Linked DNA regions of Gossypium hirsutum: region 2 is linked to region 1. A link is a contact called in public Hi-C data. All regions are on one chromosome and are shown on one strand. Each heading gives the region's core, a stretch centred on a gene start, on an enhancer-like site or on the middle of the called end of the contact. The rest is flanking DNA. Distances are from core to core; before and after follow the strand shown.

Evidence for each region. Hi-C and Micro-C count contacts between places; a contact is called where the count stands out from the background.
Region 2: a contact with region 1 is called in a Hi-C map of leaf, with 1.5 times the contacts expected there. The contact joins the promoter of LOC107897609 here to the enhancer-like site in region 1. A contact is called at or near these places in 2 of 34 Hi-C or Micro-C datasets (both in leaf).

The regions. Positions count from the first base shown.
Region 1 is chrA10:19,618,650-19,626,615 of Gossypium_hirsutum_v2.1, forward strand. LOC107897621 (a long non-coding RNA gene) reads left to right here and starts at 101. Exons shown (of 2, transcript XR_001684214.2): 1 at 101-724; 2 at 994-1,356. Within about 2 kb of position 3,917, at least 9 of the 9 cell types and tissues checked have an H3K27ac peak or open chromatin away from gene starts, as enhancers often do. A contact at or near this core is called in leaf, where this site is marked.
Region 2 is chrA10:20,042,062-20,050,027 of Gossypium_hirsutum_v2.1, forward strand. It overlaps LOC107897609 (zinc finger CCCH domain-containing protein 44), which reads right to left and starts at 5,033. Exons shown (of 4, transcript XM_016823110.2): 1 at 4,396-5,033; 2 at 3,882-3,961; 3 at 3,188-3,375; 4 at 319-3,033. The coding sequence starts at 4,727. The coding sequence ends at 601.

The DNA.
Region 1 (7,966 bases), core at 2,667-5,166:
TGTAATATTAGAACCAAGAATGTACATAAAAAGAAAATTTAAGATAAATATATTATATAATAAAATAAAAGAATATGCACATGAAAATAAAATGAAAACAATGTGCAATCAATGAAATAATCCCCAAAAATAATATGTACAAATAATATGTTTTTTTTTAAAAATGAATGACTAAAAACCAAATTGAAAGAAAAATCAAAATTAAAGGGATATTTTATAAGCCAAACAAATTATTAAAACAAAATTGAGGGCCAAAATAAAGCGCGCTCAAATGTTCGAAGGTTAAAACCGAAAATGCCCCAAAACCCAAAACGCAACGTCCAGGTGAGGACCACATTGAGTTTACGCGCAAAATCCAGGGGCAATTTTTAAAAACAAATGAAATTCAAACAGGGCCAAATCAAAAGTCGGCGCAAAGGGGAAGGACCAGCAGCATAAATTTCCCCTTTGAAGAGTAAAAGCGCGGATCCGGGCCGTGGAGCGAGTTGGCGTGCGGATCCCATCCTTCCCCAAATGGCGCCGTTTTGTTTGCCCTTTAAAAACTAAAAAAAAAAATTTGAATGGCATTTTGCCATTTTTTTTTAAAAGAAACCCTAGCCCCTTTTTATTTCTCTCCTAATTTCTCTCCTTAGCCGACTTTAATCCCTCCCTTTGAATGCCGATCCGCCACCATAAACGACGTCCAACAGATTCAGGCTTCGAGGGTCAACATTCTTGGCTATTCGTAAGATAAATCTTTCCCTTTTCTATTTTCAAAAGCTTTAAAAAACCAAATGAAAAAAAAAAAACAAAAGGAAATAGAATCAAAAGAAAACGTAAAATCAAGGAAAGTTGAATCTAAAATCACCTTTTGATTTCTTTTGCACTAAGATCTTTTCTATTGATTTTTGGTGTGTATATCTGCTATTATATCCGTAAAAAAAACGTCCTTTTACAATCGTTTTCGAAGGCTTTTATAGCCCCTTTTTTTGCAACTGTTTTACACGTTTGTAGGTACATGATTGAGCACGTCACTGACGTGGCGTGGTGGAGCAGCGCACGTTGCGGAGAAGTGGCATTCGGCGCTCGAGGGAGGTGTGAGCAGCCGACCTAGGTGCGGCGCACCTAAGGTTTTCTGCTTTTTTGATGGTTGTCGGTTAGTGCTAAGTGGGCTGGGGTTTTGGGCCTAGGTTTTTTAGTTTTTGTGTTGGGTGTTTTGGGCTGTAATTTAGACTTTGTTTTTATTTGTTTTTTTGGTTTATGGGCCCCGAGCTAAATTGGGCTCTACACTTGAAATTTGTGGTCGAACCAATTGATTCTATTTTCAAAAACATAAAAAATTCCATGGAAGAGCAATACAATTTGATTTGTTTTTTATTTTTTCTTCTATCTATTACATTAACATTTCATATTTCTATAATATAAATTATTAATATGTTTCAATTATATAAAAATTGTAATAATTTTAAACATATTTTAATAAAAAAAAGATAGGATACTTGACTTCAAAACCTTAACAAAAGATTGATAAGTCTAAATTTAAAAAAATGTAAATTTAAAGGTATTTAAAGGTGTAATATCTCCGTAACATTGTACAAAGGAAAAAAATACAAATACTAAGTGGGAAAATTTAGTTTGGACTTAAACCGAAAACTTTGTCCCCTAAGGACAAGAAAATATATTTGATGTAGTAAACATGTAATAATGATGTGGTGCTCCATGCCTTATGGTGTTTCGGCTTAACCCTATAAATTAAGTGAGAGAGGACATTGATTTCCTTAAGCAGCACTCAGCAGCATTGGCCAAAAAGAAAAAGTGGTCGCACTATCACCAATTTTGAGAAACAAATTCTCTTTTCCACTTGCTTTTAAAGTTGGCTTTGCTGGATTCTTTTGATGGGTTAAAGGTCTATATGTTACTAACAGGTTTTACAATCCCTTTGCCTCATCCCATGACCAGTGTTTTGTGTTGAAAAATGATTTCTTTGAAATGAGAGATATCTCTGGTTAGAAAAATAATGTGACAAATATTGAATCTCGATATTTATGTTGACATTAAAGTTTGAGAATCGATCCAGATTGAAAGCATCTATTTTTTTACATTCTAAATTTTAAGCGTTGTTGGATTTGTTATGTTTAATTTAATATCTCACATTTATCAAACTATTTAATTTTATATAAGTTTAAGTGGTGTTTAATCTCTTTTGTAAATGCCTTGAACATTGAGCGATGTTAAATCACTTTTTTCGTTCGAGGAAAGAACAAATTCATTAGAAAGGGTACAAAGGTCCAAAAGTCTAGCAAAACAAGGGCTAAAATGGGGAGAAAATACAAGAACTCCGGTCCCGATAAAACTGTCATACTCTTGACTTTCAAATCTGCTACCGAAGGGAAACCAAGACCAAAAGAGAGTCTAAAAGGATCGCGGACACTGAGGAGCATGTCGGTGTACATAATAATTAAATCATTTTTGATAAAGGTCTTTAGTAGTTTTACTTATCTACATGGTAATTACATTGGACAAATTTCTTTGATGGAAGGAAGTTTATAAATAAGCCCCTAATTCAGGTGATTAAAGAATAGACATTGTTTTCCATCATGAGAGATTGATAATTTCACAACGTAGTTTGTATTTCAACATTGGCTATGACTAGAGGTTAGTACCTTTATTAGTTTATTATGCTTTCGCATCAATACAATAATTTCTATTCATTGAGGAACTATTTTTGTGAGAAAATACAAACTTTATTAGTTTGTGTTTCAAAATTGATATATGTTTTGAGGCTTGTCTAGGTTAATGTATGAGAGCTTATTGAGAGCACTTGAATCTATTCATCGAGGATCTGTTTTTATGAGAGAGTGCAAACTATATTGTAAACATTGAAGTGTTTACTGCCCAAGTTCTCAGAGGGAGGATTTAGAGGTGAGCATTCTAGTCTTTAGGTACAAATGTGAGATCTCTATACTTGGGGAGTAATAAAGTGTGAATCAGTTATTGTATTTGATTGAGCCAAGGCATACATACGCCGAGTAGAGAAAATTGCAAATAAATAAACATGAAGTACAATGTTCTGCAAGTGTGACAAGTCAGGTGTAATAAGTGTACAATACGATACTTAGAGTATTCCAAGGATCAAACCTAAAGAAGATTGAGTGATATGATGGATTAATAAAGATAAAAGCATGTGATTAAGGAGGCTAACTAGCTAATGGCTAGAATAAATTATACAAAAAACGATAAAAAAATTGAATTAAACTAAAATATAATTTAAAGGACTAAAGCGAAAAAATACTAAAGTCAGAATAATTATCGAAGAAAATATAGCAGTTGATTAATATCTTCAATAATTAATTCTCAAGTTAGGGTTCTAAATTAGTCAATTTTAATTGGTTCAATTTACCTAATTAGATGATATAGTCTTATTTATCTCTCAATCTTACTAAGCTAGATAGGGATAGTCGAATTCATGCTCAATAAGATATCCTCTCGGTCTCACTTATCTAATTGTTCCCCTAGATTCATCAATTCTAGGTTTCTAAGTTTATTCGATTTAGTCCATATTCTTACAATTTAGTTTCTAAACCTTATATTAAATAATTGACATTTCAATTAATCAACTACAATAGGAATTAGTTCATACCCATTGTAAGTACCCAAATCTGCCCGAGCCCAACAACCAAAAATCAATCCCGAAACAAAACAAAAATATTAAAATCCAAATCAAAAGGCCATCAGTCCAAATATTACAAAACAGCCCAAAACAATTACAATGGCCCAATACCCAAAAAACCCAATTCTAAGCCCAAACAAACCCATAACCCAATACCCAAATAAAACAAATCGGGCCCAAGCGGCCCAAGACCAGATTATCCACAGAAACCCTAGGGTTTCCACCTTAGCGCCGTAGCCTCTAGCCTCCGTACGCTCCCATGCACGACCTCCGTACTCCCCAGCGCCGCTCGTGCCTCTACGTCCTCCCCCATCTGCATGAAGACAAAAACAGCACAGCACAACAGCAAAAAAGAAAAAAGGAGACAAGAAAATATTGTATTTTTCTTTATTTTTCTCATTCGGCTATAAAGCCATCTTCTTTTTCAATTGTATGGGACGCACACTAAAATATACATATTGAATACAACAAAATCGAATTAAAATTATTGGAAAGGTTATTCTCGATCCTTTTTTTTATGTGTGTTTCTTTCTTTTGATTTTGCATGTGGCTCGAATATAAGAAAATAAAAGAACGTTTATCGTCGTAAATAGGCCATCGAAATTCTTGTCTCCTTCACCGAAATCGAAGTTTGGGATGAGATTTCTAAGGGCTGAAATTGATAGGTCTTGAGTTAAGACTCTAATCGAAGTGCGCGCATGTTGATCTCCATCGAATCGTAGTGGTGGCAATTGATTTGCTCAAGTTTTGGGATTAGCCGAATGGTGGTAATGGCTTTTAGGGTTCTTTTTACTCTGATTTCTTTAGAAAGGGAAAGAAATGGTGGCTGTGTTTCACTAGGGTTTTGTTTTTGCCTTTTAAAGGGTATAAAGCGACGACGTTTTAAGCCAATCTCAATGGCTACAAAACGGCACCGTTTCAAGAGCCATAACCCGATCACCCGACCCGTGCCTGGATAGGATCCGCGCTTTGGTCTTTGAGGGTTATTTGCGCGTTAGGTCCCTCTATTTCTCGTTGGTGTCTGATTGGGCCCTCTGTGCATCTTCTTTGTTTTTTTAATTTTTTCTAGAGATTTGCGCGTTATCGCAATTTAATCCGCGCCTAAACGCAGTGTTTTGGGATCTGGTATATTGCCAGTTTTGATCCCCGCACGTTTGCGTGCATTGCGCTTTAGTTCTTCTTTTAATTTTAGTAGTTTATTTTATTTATCAAGTATCCTTTTTAGTTTAATTTTATTTTAATTGAGTCCTTTTGATTTGTATAATTTATTATTATTTTTATTTATTAACTTAATACCTTTTTTTTTACATGTATATACATACTTTTTTTGAGTCATCATGGTAATTTTACCCCCTTTTTTTCATATAAAATCTTTATTTTAAAGTTTCTTTATCATATTGTTTTAAATTTTTTTTGTATAATACCTCATTTAAATATTCATATATATATTATTATGCATATATAATTCATGAAAAAATTAGTTTTTATTCTATATATTATTAATTCTATGTTACTTTACATACATAATTCCTTTTAAACCCAATATGTATATAACTCATATCTCAAGAATATATCTTATTATATATATATTTTTAGAACCTTTCATATTTTACATATTATTTAAATTATCTTCTACCATATGTACATTGTCAATCTTAAATAGATGTATCATTTAAAAAAAAATATTTGGATATGTTGTTGATTCAAATTTCTTCCTTTATAATATCTTTTTAGTAATCCTTTATATATTATTAGTTTTATTTTATACATGTCAATTATTTCAAACCCTAGCATGAATAAATCATTTTTAAAATTTTTATTATTAATGGTTTTTGAATTGTTGCACATTATATTGACTCCTAGTATCCGTATTGTTTTGTATATTATGTATTGTTTTTTAGTTTTCATTTCATTTCACACATGACTGCTGTATTGTTTACTCTTCATTTGTATTATCATTTTAATTTTTATTCATCTATATTTGAAAATTTGTTGCATTTCCTTCTAATATGTTCTTTGGTGAATTATATTTTAGTTTCTTATTAATGTTTTAAAAAAGATATGAACTCATTGCCATGATGTGTTTATTAATTTATTTTTTATGTTTATACTATTATTCTTCGCCAAGTATAGTACTTTATTTGTGCATATTGCCCCATGTTTATAATTTTACTTTTTTGTTTACAAATGTTACTTTGTAATTTGCGACTTTTTGTTTTAAAATTATTTATTCCATTCTATTTCAAGTTAAATTAATGCGTTGTGAGCTAGTTCTATCATTGTTTATTTGAAAATTTACTAAAACAAAGGTAATGATTGATGTTTGGGAACTCGAGGAATCGTGCCCTATCGTGCTGGGTTTTGATTTTTCGTTTGTCCAAAATAATCAAATATTCCTTTGAAATTTCATTCGCATTTTCTAAATTCTAAAATAAGGCAATGTTTAATGTTTGGAAATTCAAGAAATCGTGCCCTACTGTACTGGGTTTCGTGTTTTTTTTGTTGGACTAAATAAGCGAACATCCTTTTGTAACTTTCAAGTGTATGGGCTTTTAGAAATCGAAATTGATCGTAGTTTTGAGGGTTTAAAGGATCGTGTCCTAACGTGCTGGATGTGATACTGTATTCCTTTGAAACAAGCGAATCTTGACGTCCAATTTGAGTCATTCAAGTGTTTTAAAAGAAATCATATTTCAAAATATTTTTTTTAGACAGAAGGACATTATTTAGTCAATTCGGTACCAATTTTTAGCGTAGCGAGGGTGCTAATCCTTCCTCGTATGTAACCGACTCCCGAACGCTTTCTCGAATTTCGTAGGCCAATGTTGATTTTTTTATGGAATAAAATATTTCATTAAGGTGATCCAATCACACCAAAATAAAAGATTGGTGGCGACTCCACACTTGGTTTCAAAAAGTCCATCCCCGTTTTGTTTTCTAATATAAAAATGGTTTTGACACCCATCATCAACATATACAAAACATTCATTTTCATGTTAAATTAAATAATTAAATAAGACAAAAAATAAAAGAGTTGGGAAATGCTTAGAGATTTGCGATTAAGTCCTCGATTTGATTAATGAAAGTAAGAATAAACTTGAAATTCCATAGCTCCGATTACCAAGTTGTAAGTTTGAATTGCAAAAATAGTACTAAAATCTATTAAAACATACAAAAGGTCCCTGTACCTTTTTTTGTGAAAAAAGAAATTGTAGAAAAAGTTACTTAAAACAATAGTAAACTAAAAACCTAATAATCAGCTATCTTATTTGTGTTTTAAGATGATTTATATAGTCTAACACAATTTGACCTAAAATGGACAAAAATGCTCTAGTTTAAAAGTTGACTTTGGCTTAGCTGGACTGAAAAATGCTTTTACAGTAATTTCCTTGTCAATCTTCAGTGTAGCGACACCCAAGCCTTAGTGTCGCAACATCTACAATAATTCACTACTAGGGTGGTTTGAGTGCTTCGATGTTGCGATCATGGAGTCTTGGTGTTGTGACTTGCTCCATTAGATGACATGACCTCCTTAACTTTGAAGACTGTGCTCGAAGTTGTGACCTTGATGGCTCCAAGTTGCGATCCTGAAGGTTGGTTCCGTGACATCACTCCTTTGATGTCGCGACGTTAAAGAAAATCCACTTGGATTGCGATTTGTTGAAGGCTAACTCTTTGAGTGGTAATGAAAGGCTTTGGTGTCACGACATGGAGACTTCTTGTTAAAGTAAGCTTTATTTGAAAATATGTTTTGATATAACAAATTAATTTTTTTGAGTAAAATTTAAAGTTAAACAAAATTGACAAAATGATTTCTCAAATGAAGTCTAAGAGATTAAATTTTCAATCCTTACTTTAAAACTCTTAGAATTTTTTTTAATCAACCTTAAAATCAAGTTAAAATGATTTTAATCAAGTAGAAACAATTTCAACTAGTCAAACTATTTTTAAAACAAGTCAGAATAATTCCAAGCCAAAAACTATTGATACCTTTTGGCCAAATATCTATACCCCTTTGAAAAATGATACCAAATTGACATTTTTTTTCACAAATTCAGCTATGTATCGATATGGTATTGATACCTTTCATATGGTATCGATAAAAATTATCTGGTATCGATATTTAAGCACCAACGGTCACTGAATTTTGTATTTAATGCAAAAATATCAATACCATTTTATTGGGTATCGATATTCGCTATTTTAGATGAATTAAATGCACTGATTTTCACATCCCCAACGAATCTATTCATATCTCTAACAACCAAAATGGTTGGAAATCAATTAAGGGGTATAAATACTAGCTTCCGAATATCC
Region 2 (7,966 bases), core at 3,783-6,282, 420 kb after region 1:
TTCTTTCAAAATTAAGACATTTAGTGTAAATTAAATTAATATTAGTGGAATTTTTTTTGAAATTGTAAAAGTATATTTATTGAAAAAAAAAAAGAGAAATGTTTATAGGAGTCTATGTTATGAAACACGTGGAAGAAGTCTAAGATCTAAAAAAGAACTCTTATTCATAATTTTCAGTGTCATATTTTGCAATGATATAAACAAGTTGAAAATTAACAGTGATAAGTAATAAGCAGAGGTTGGAATGGTTAGGGAAATGAAGAAGCAGCAGCTTGATGGCATGAAGCAGAATTTCAAAGGGTATATAGACACCAAATATTCTACTAATCCACTCACCTTTGGCATAAGAATCAATTCCTTGTACCCATAAATGTCAAAACTTATATAATACAATAAAATACACAAAATTAGAAAATCTAACGCTTAGGCTACCTACTTTGCCACAGGTAAGGTATTGTTTTATTTGTTTATAAGCGTAGAATCTTATGGTATTCTTATCGTGCCTGACTTGAATAATGAATGATACACTACTGTTACAGCTCACGGTTTAAATTTTGAGAATAAACTAACAGTCAATGCACAGAATTGCTGTGCTTTACCTTACCAAGGGTGCCAACAACTACACGATGCTCCCTTCTTGCAGTCTCCCCGTTCATAAAATTTACAAATCCGTAGCCCTTTGGGTGGAGCTCTGAAGGTATCTACTCCATTCAGAGGAGGGCCACCGTAGTTTGAGTGCCTATGCATTAAGATCCTATCCCTACTATAACTTGAATCTTTGGCCTGAAAATCAGGACCTCTTGAACTGACATACCTCTGTTGGCTTCCCCAATAAGTGCCTGAGTTGATGCTTCCATTGTCCTGGAATGTTCCCTGACTGTTTCCCCAACTGATACTCCTCATTCCTTGACCTAAACCTCCAGAATGAAAAATTGGAGTTCCCTGAATGGCTTCCCAGTTGGTTCCTGTAGTTTCTCGACCTGCTCTCCAAGTGGTGTCTATAGCAGCCATGCACCATGCTGCTGGTGGGGCAGGAACCTGCATGTCTGAACCAGCTTCATATCGGTTAACAGAGGCATCGTTGGGCCATTTATCTTCATCCATATCAGCACTCGTGGAAGAATGCCCACTAGAACTCTTCCGAGCATCATGAACTTCAGACCGAGAGACCCCAATTGGCTCATTGGTCAAAGTAGACCCAGATGGCATTCCTAGATCATTTGTTGAGCTCAAAGCATCATTTTTTCCTGGATCAGGTGCGGGGCTAAATCCTCCTACAGGACAAAAACAATCAGGTTCAGCACTGTAAACCAACTTTCTGTCATAGCGTAAACTTGATGTAGGTGGCGCCAATCCATTAAGAGACTCCATTGCTTCAACTTCAGCCAAGAGATCAGAAACTGACTCATCACCAAAAGAATACTCATTAGGTTCAGGAACAATTGAATCCCAACCAGATGCATTTTCTGCAGGATCTGTGGGAGAAGAATGTGCCATTTGGCCGGTTCCAGAAGTTGGAGTAGCAGCATGATCACTTCCCAAGTTAGTTTGTTTCAGAGAAGAGTTGGGCACAAGATCAGAGTCCCATTCCTCCACAGAAGGTTTCGCTGGGGTGGAGGAATACCCACCCCATTCACCAGCTGCTTCAGAAAGCTGTGGTCCATTACCCACTAGACTAGAAGCTGTGCTCCAACTAGGACCTGAATCCTGATGATGAGCACTTGAAGAAAGAGACTGTTTGCTTTTAGTAGCCTGGGGTTCTAAGTCTTTGTGGTTCAACTTCGATATTGAGGTAGGAAGGTCTGGGAAATCAATATCATGATTGTGCTCCGCTGCTTCAAGAACCCTAGCCAGAGAAATGAGACCACAATTGGAATCCCATCCATTTGAAGCATCATTTAAAGGTGATCTCCAGCTTTGCCCACAAGATTTGCCAGATTTTCCCTCACTATCTTCTTGCTTCACATTTCCAGCAATAATTTGACCTTCAGAGGTCTCGTTCAAATTTTCGTTAATGTTAATGGAACCACGGTCCCAATTTTCAACCCCATGACCTCTGATAACTTGAAGAGACTGCGTTTCACAAAGTTTTGCAGATAATGTAGATGAGGGAAGTAAACTACTCACTCGAGGCTGGCCAGGGAAGTAATTATCACCCTTCAGAGGCTCCCAATGTGGCACAGGACTTCCTCTTTGTACTGTACTGGAAGTGACCGTATGTACGGGAGTGGTGCAAGAAGATTGAGAGCCCAATTCTTTGCTCTTTGCAGATTCATTGTTACCACAACAATGACCATTCGCATTATTCTGCATTGAGTTCAAGGCCCCTTCTACTTGTTTACTTTCCACCTGATCCACATTCAGATCCCAACTCTCCCCAACATCTCCATCCCTTTCGTCCTCAGTTGGTACACAGCTGTTATGAAACAGTTGTTGCACTTGGCTGTACCGCCCATCCAAAGCATCAGTTAAGAGGGTGGAGTCCTCTTGCCTTTCACTTGCTCTCCATATTCTCAAACCAGGTGGGAAATGACCACTCATGCTCCATCTACGTAACATTGCCATAGGAAATGGCCCTTGAATTTTCCCAAGGGGATCTTGATAATGCCATATTTTATCTGTCTCAATCTTATTTACAGATAACTCCATTTCTGTAGAATGAACTGCTATGCTAGTTTCTCTGCTTCCAATATCACTCAAGACATCACCTCCCTTTAGTGGAAAGGCCAGCTCCTTTTCCTTCCTATCAAGCAACGAAGGATATTCTTTTGTGTGTCCCTTCTCACCAGCCCCAGTTGTGCCTTCAGGAGATTCAACTTTGTTCAAAAACTTCCTCTGTTTCATCATTTTTCTTCTCTTCGAATAACTAGCTCCTAGGTCTTCAAAAGGCCTTTCCATGCTAGCAATTTCTTTCCAGGGATTTTTAGCTTTAATAATCTCGTCTAAACTTAATGATAGCTTCTCTTTCAACAAAGTCCAATACACCCTGAAGAGATACTCCCAACTAGTTTGATCATCAAAATCCACTTGAACCTGCACATCATAAATTAAAAGGCTTTTAAGGTAGACAAAATCTCTTCAGTCTTCAGCAATCTGAAAATGCCAATTACAATACTTACAAATTAATTGAAAAAAGCTAAGACACATTCAAAAAGAAATAAATTGTATAAGGCATAGTTAATCATACCATTTCCTTAGTTCCTAAGGCAGTGTTTTCAATCAGCATTACAGTTCTCATGCACAATCCACAAAATCCTTTATTTCCTCTTACGTTCACATAATCAGCATCTTTAGTGCAATCCTTGCACAAGGAATATGTACACATATAGCACATATAATATGAAGCCTTCTGACAAGTGCTACATATGTGCCACCCTGAAATACACAAGTAGAACACCAGAAAAATAATGGAATAAATAACTTAATCATTCCTAATAATTGAAATAAAAATGTTAGCATAATAACCATTCAATATGCACATGGAGACAGTAAGATATCATGATTAAGATGAAAAAGTAAAGTAATAACTACTCCGGAAGAGGGAATCCAAGTCAATGGCAGACATGAGAAGCCACCATTCAATATGCAAGTGTTAATTGTATCATATCATATCATATCATACCATAATTAAGATAAATATAATAGATCCAATAACTACACGAGAACAAAGAATCCAAACCAACATCAAACAGGGAAGCTACCCTATGACATGCATGTGCCAACGGTACAACAAAATAGCAGATAAATATCTGCAAAGCAAGCAAAGTGTAATATTAATCTAGATAATGCTAACACAAGCAATGGCACTTTCCAGTGGTTATATTAATTAAACTTAAATGAAAATGACAAGATTTACAAGAAGTAACTAAAATGCAACTTACCACAGTACCATTTCACCTTTGAATTAAAGAACGCCTCATCCCTTTTGATACAGGTTGGATGGTATGCCTTAGGACAGCCTCTGACCGTAAAATCCAATATAATCAGCAATAGTATACAACACAAATGAAAAAAGAAAAAGGACAAAAAGAATATATGAGCCAGAATAAACAGATGAAGATTAAAACTACACCAAATTTTAGTTGCCAAAAGAAGAAGATCATGAATTTCAATATATGAATTACCAGTATCAACAAATAAACTGAAAATTAAAGGAATCGGCATAGAACTTCCATATTTCGCTGAAATTAACTCCAGTTTAAATTCGCCTAAATAAAAACTATGATAAGCAAGATTGAACAAAAGGTTAAAAAATTTTCAGCTCACGCTCTAGATTTTACCTTAATCTCGGCCACCTAACTAAAATTCTCTTCCATTTTCCTACATTTTCTGATCAACCAAACAAAAAAAAGAGAGACAAAAACAAGATAAAAGCAGCAAAATCTCCAAACTCACCGGCGATCACAAAGCACGAGACTCCCGCCATCGAAGCATATAAAACAAACATCTTCTTCATCGTTATTGTTCCTTTGAGGCGGAGGCGCCGATGATGAAACGACCGTCGCCTGATTCCTAGGCGGCCTTCCCCGCCGGCGCTTCCTCACGCTCATCTCAACAACTTTGACTCCATTAACCGCCACGTCTGATTTTCCAACGAGCTTTTGCGAATCGTCCAAATCCGGAACCTCCTGGCATTGATCGCGATTCAAACTATTACCTTTATCCCTAACATCACCACAAGGTTTCAACATAGCTATGGCGGATTCTACTTGTTGACAATTTTCCATATTAAAAATTGGGGAAAAAAAGTTTTTCGTTCTTTAATTATTTTCCTAAGACGTACAGAAAATAAATTAATTAAATACAAATTGAAAACCCTAGTGATTGAAATGGGGGTTTGGCAGTGGTGGTGGAGCTATCAGTAGTAGTAGGCACATGGAAATGGAATGGGAAGGGACGTGACAAGGCATTGTTTGGAAGGAACAAAAAAAAAAAAGTTCAATTACCTTTTTATAAAGTATTGCTTTTCAAAGATATAGAAGGAAGGAAGGAAGGAAGGTAGGGGAAGCGCGGACACAAGTAAATTATAGTTTAAGGTTAATTTCATCAAACATCCCAAAATATTATCCAAATTTTAATTTGGTCCTTAAATTTTAAATTATTTTAATTGAGTCCTCAAAGTATTGGTATTGTATCAATCAAGTAATTCTATCAGCCTTGTCATTAGTTTGTACATTAAACTCCAACTCAAATATAAAGTAAAGCATATTTAAAACTCATGAGTCAAATTGCTATTGCATGTGTACTTATTGCACGAATGGGTTGGATTTGACATGTAAACAAAATAAAAGAGGAGAAATAGTCTTATTAAATTTCAATTACATTGTTTGCTTTTTTAATATGTCATACCCAAGTTGTTTATATGATATGCATATGATTGTTTATGATTTAATTCATGTGTTTTAAAAATGCTTATGTTGTACTTCTAACATGTATCCCTACATGTGTCCCTCACTGATGCTTAACAAACCTAATTGAGCCCATGAACCATACACCTAGCGAACCTTCCACTTTTTACTATGGACAGACTTAAGCCTAGTAAACCTCATACTAGACCATATCTTTGCTACAAATACATAGAATGCACAAGGAAATTCAGAATCATTGATTATCTAATTATCTTTAAGACGTCACATTACCGTCATTGCAAGAGAACAAAGTATGATTTCACTATCAACAATCTCTAAGCACATAATCAACCCTATCTTCTAATATAAAAACCCCCAACAAGAGCTAAAATGACCAAGTCTCATTCCAGATCCCATATCTATCTCCCCCAAAACAAAAAATACTACAATCTTTATCAGTGGCTCTCCACTTTATTTAAAGGTGAAACACCATCCAAATCATCACTCTATTCTCTTGTTAATCTCAGAGGTTAACAACTCCACAATAGATCTAAATTGACATTTAATGTATAAACTAATAACCACACTAATGGAATAACTTAATTGGTATGATACTAATTACATAGAGGATTTGATTAGAACGTGTTGAAGCTTAAGGACCAATTTAAAAGGTGTTGATGGTTTGGGGATGTTGAGGGGAATTAACCCTTAAAGGAGTTGGTTAGAATGGTGTAGACGTCAAACGCGGTTCAATCGTTGTGTTGGGAGTGGTCTACGGAGAAATGGAGATTGAGTTTTTGATTCTCTAATCCAAGGCAGCAACACGTGGTCAGTGGGCGGCAGTAGTTAGTATATATTGTAGCAAAGGCAAATGCAAAAAGGCAGAGAAATGGGGCCCATACTTTTGGAAATTTCTGTTCAAAATTCAAATGGTGGTGGTGCTGGCTATTGTGAATGAATTTACAGAACGTGAAATACGTGAAATGACAGATCAGCTGAACTCAGTCATATTTTGACTTTTTTTTTTTAGTGATCTGGTCTTCACTTTTTTTTCTATGAATCAAATGTTCGGGTCACGGGCTAAGGCCTGGTCTACAGTTTTAATTTGGTTTTCAATCAACTAGGAATCTATAAACAAAAATTTTACTTTCATCAAGAAGTCTACGGATAAATTATTCATATATACCAAAAACTATATATTGATTAAATAAAAAAAATTTTATTTAATAAAATAGATAATTTTGGAGAGAAAGTATGTTGGACATGTTTTCTATTACATACAGGAAAGCACGTCCAGTTTAAATCACTTTTTCACTTTTTTTAATATAATTATTTTTTATTATATGATTAAATGTTAGTTATAAGTTCAATTTCACTTTCACTCATATATTTATTTTTTATTTTATATTGTTTTAAAAAAATTTTAATTAATGTTTTTAATATATTAGCTTTTTTGGTTAAATGGTTAAATAATAATGATTTTATCCTTGAGTCTTGGCTTCAATTCTTTCTCTGTTAAACACATTTATAATTTTTATTTCATGTTATTTTAATTTTTTTACTTTTTAATTAATAAATATATTATTTTAATTTTTTTAATTAATATCTCTTTTATTCATAAAATCAAATAATAAATATGTAATTACATAATAAAAATATATTTTACATATATCATTATGTTAAAAATATTTGAAATTAATAACTTCTTTATATATAATATAAACATTAACTAAAATTTTCTATATATTTTTTTTCTTTATAATATTTATATGTCAAATATTTATTTTGTCCACATATATTGTGCGTATGGTGATTTCTAATATTATAAGATGAAATAATTATTTCAAATATAATTATTATTTTTATGTGTAAAATATTTCAAATATCATTGTTTTTTCATCTACATTGTGGGTATGCTATTTCAAATATTTTTATATGTGAAATATTTTACTTAATTATTTCAAATATCATTATGTTTATATGTGAAATATTTTAAATACACATACAAAAATATATAATACTAAAATTTACTACACTCATTATATGGATTGAAAAATAAATATTACACATATAAAAATTATATTTAATAAAAATAATGATATTTGTAATAATTATTTGATTTTATGAATAAAAGATATATTAATTAAAAAGATAAATTAAAAAATATAATTTCTTTTTAAAAATAATATATTTATTAATTAAAAAAAGGCATGAAATAACATGAAATAAAATTACAAATGTGTTTAGAAGAAAAGGAATTGAACCTGGAACTCTAAGACAAAATTATTATTATTAATACAAACATGAGTAGGAGAGAGGAACTGAACCTAAGACTTAAGAAGGAGAAAACCACTAACATTTAATCATCTAAACAAATATACTAATTATATTAGAAAAGTAAAAAAAATGCGATTTAATGGGAAAGCGCGTCCACATACTCTCCAAAATCAGTCTGTTTCATTATATTAAAAAAAGAGTCAAAAAAACGTGTCTAGCTAGACAGGCTGTAACACCCCTACCCATATCCATTACTAGAATAGGGTTACAGAGTATTACCAGAATTTACAGATCAATTATAATTATTTCATATCATTTACTATTCACATTCGAAATCAAAC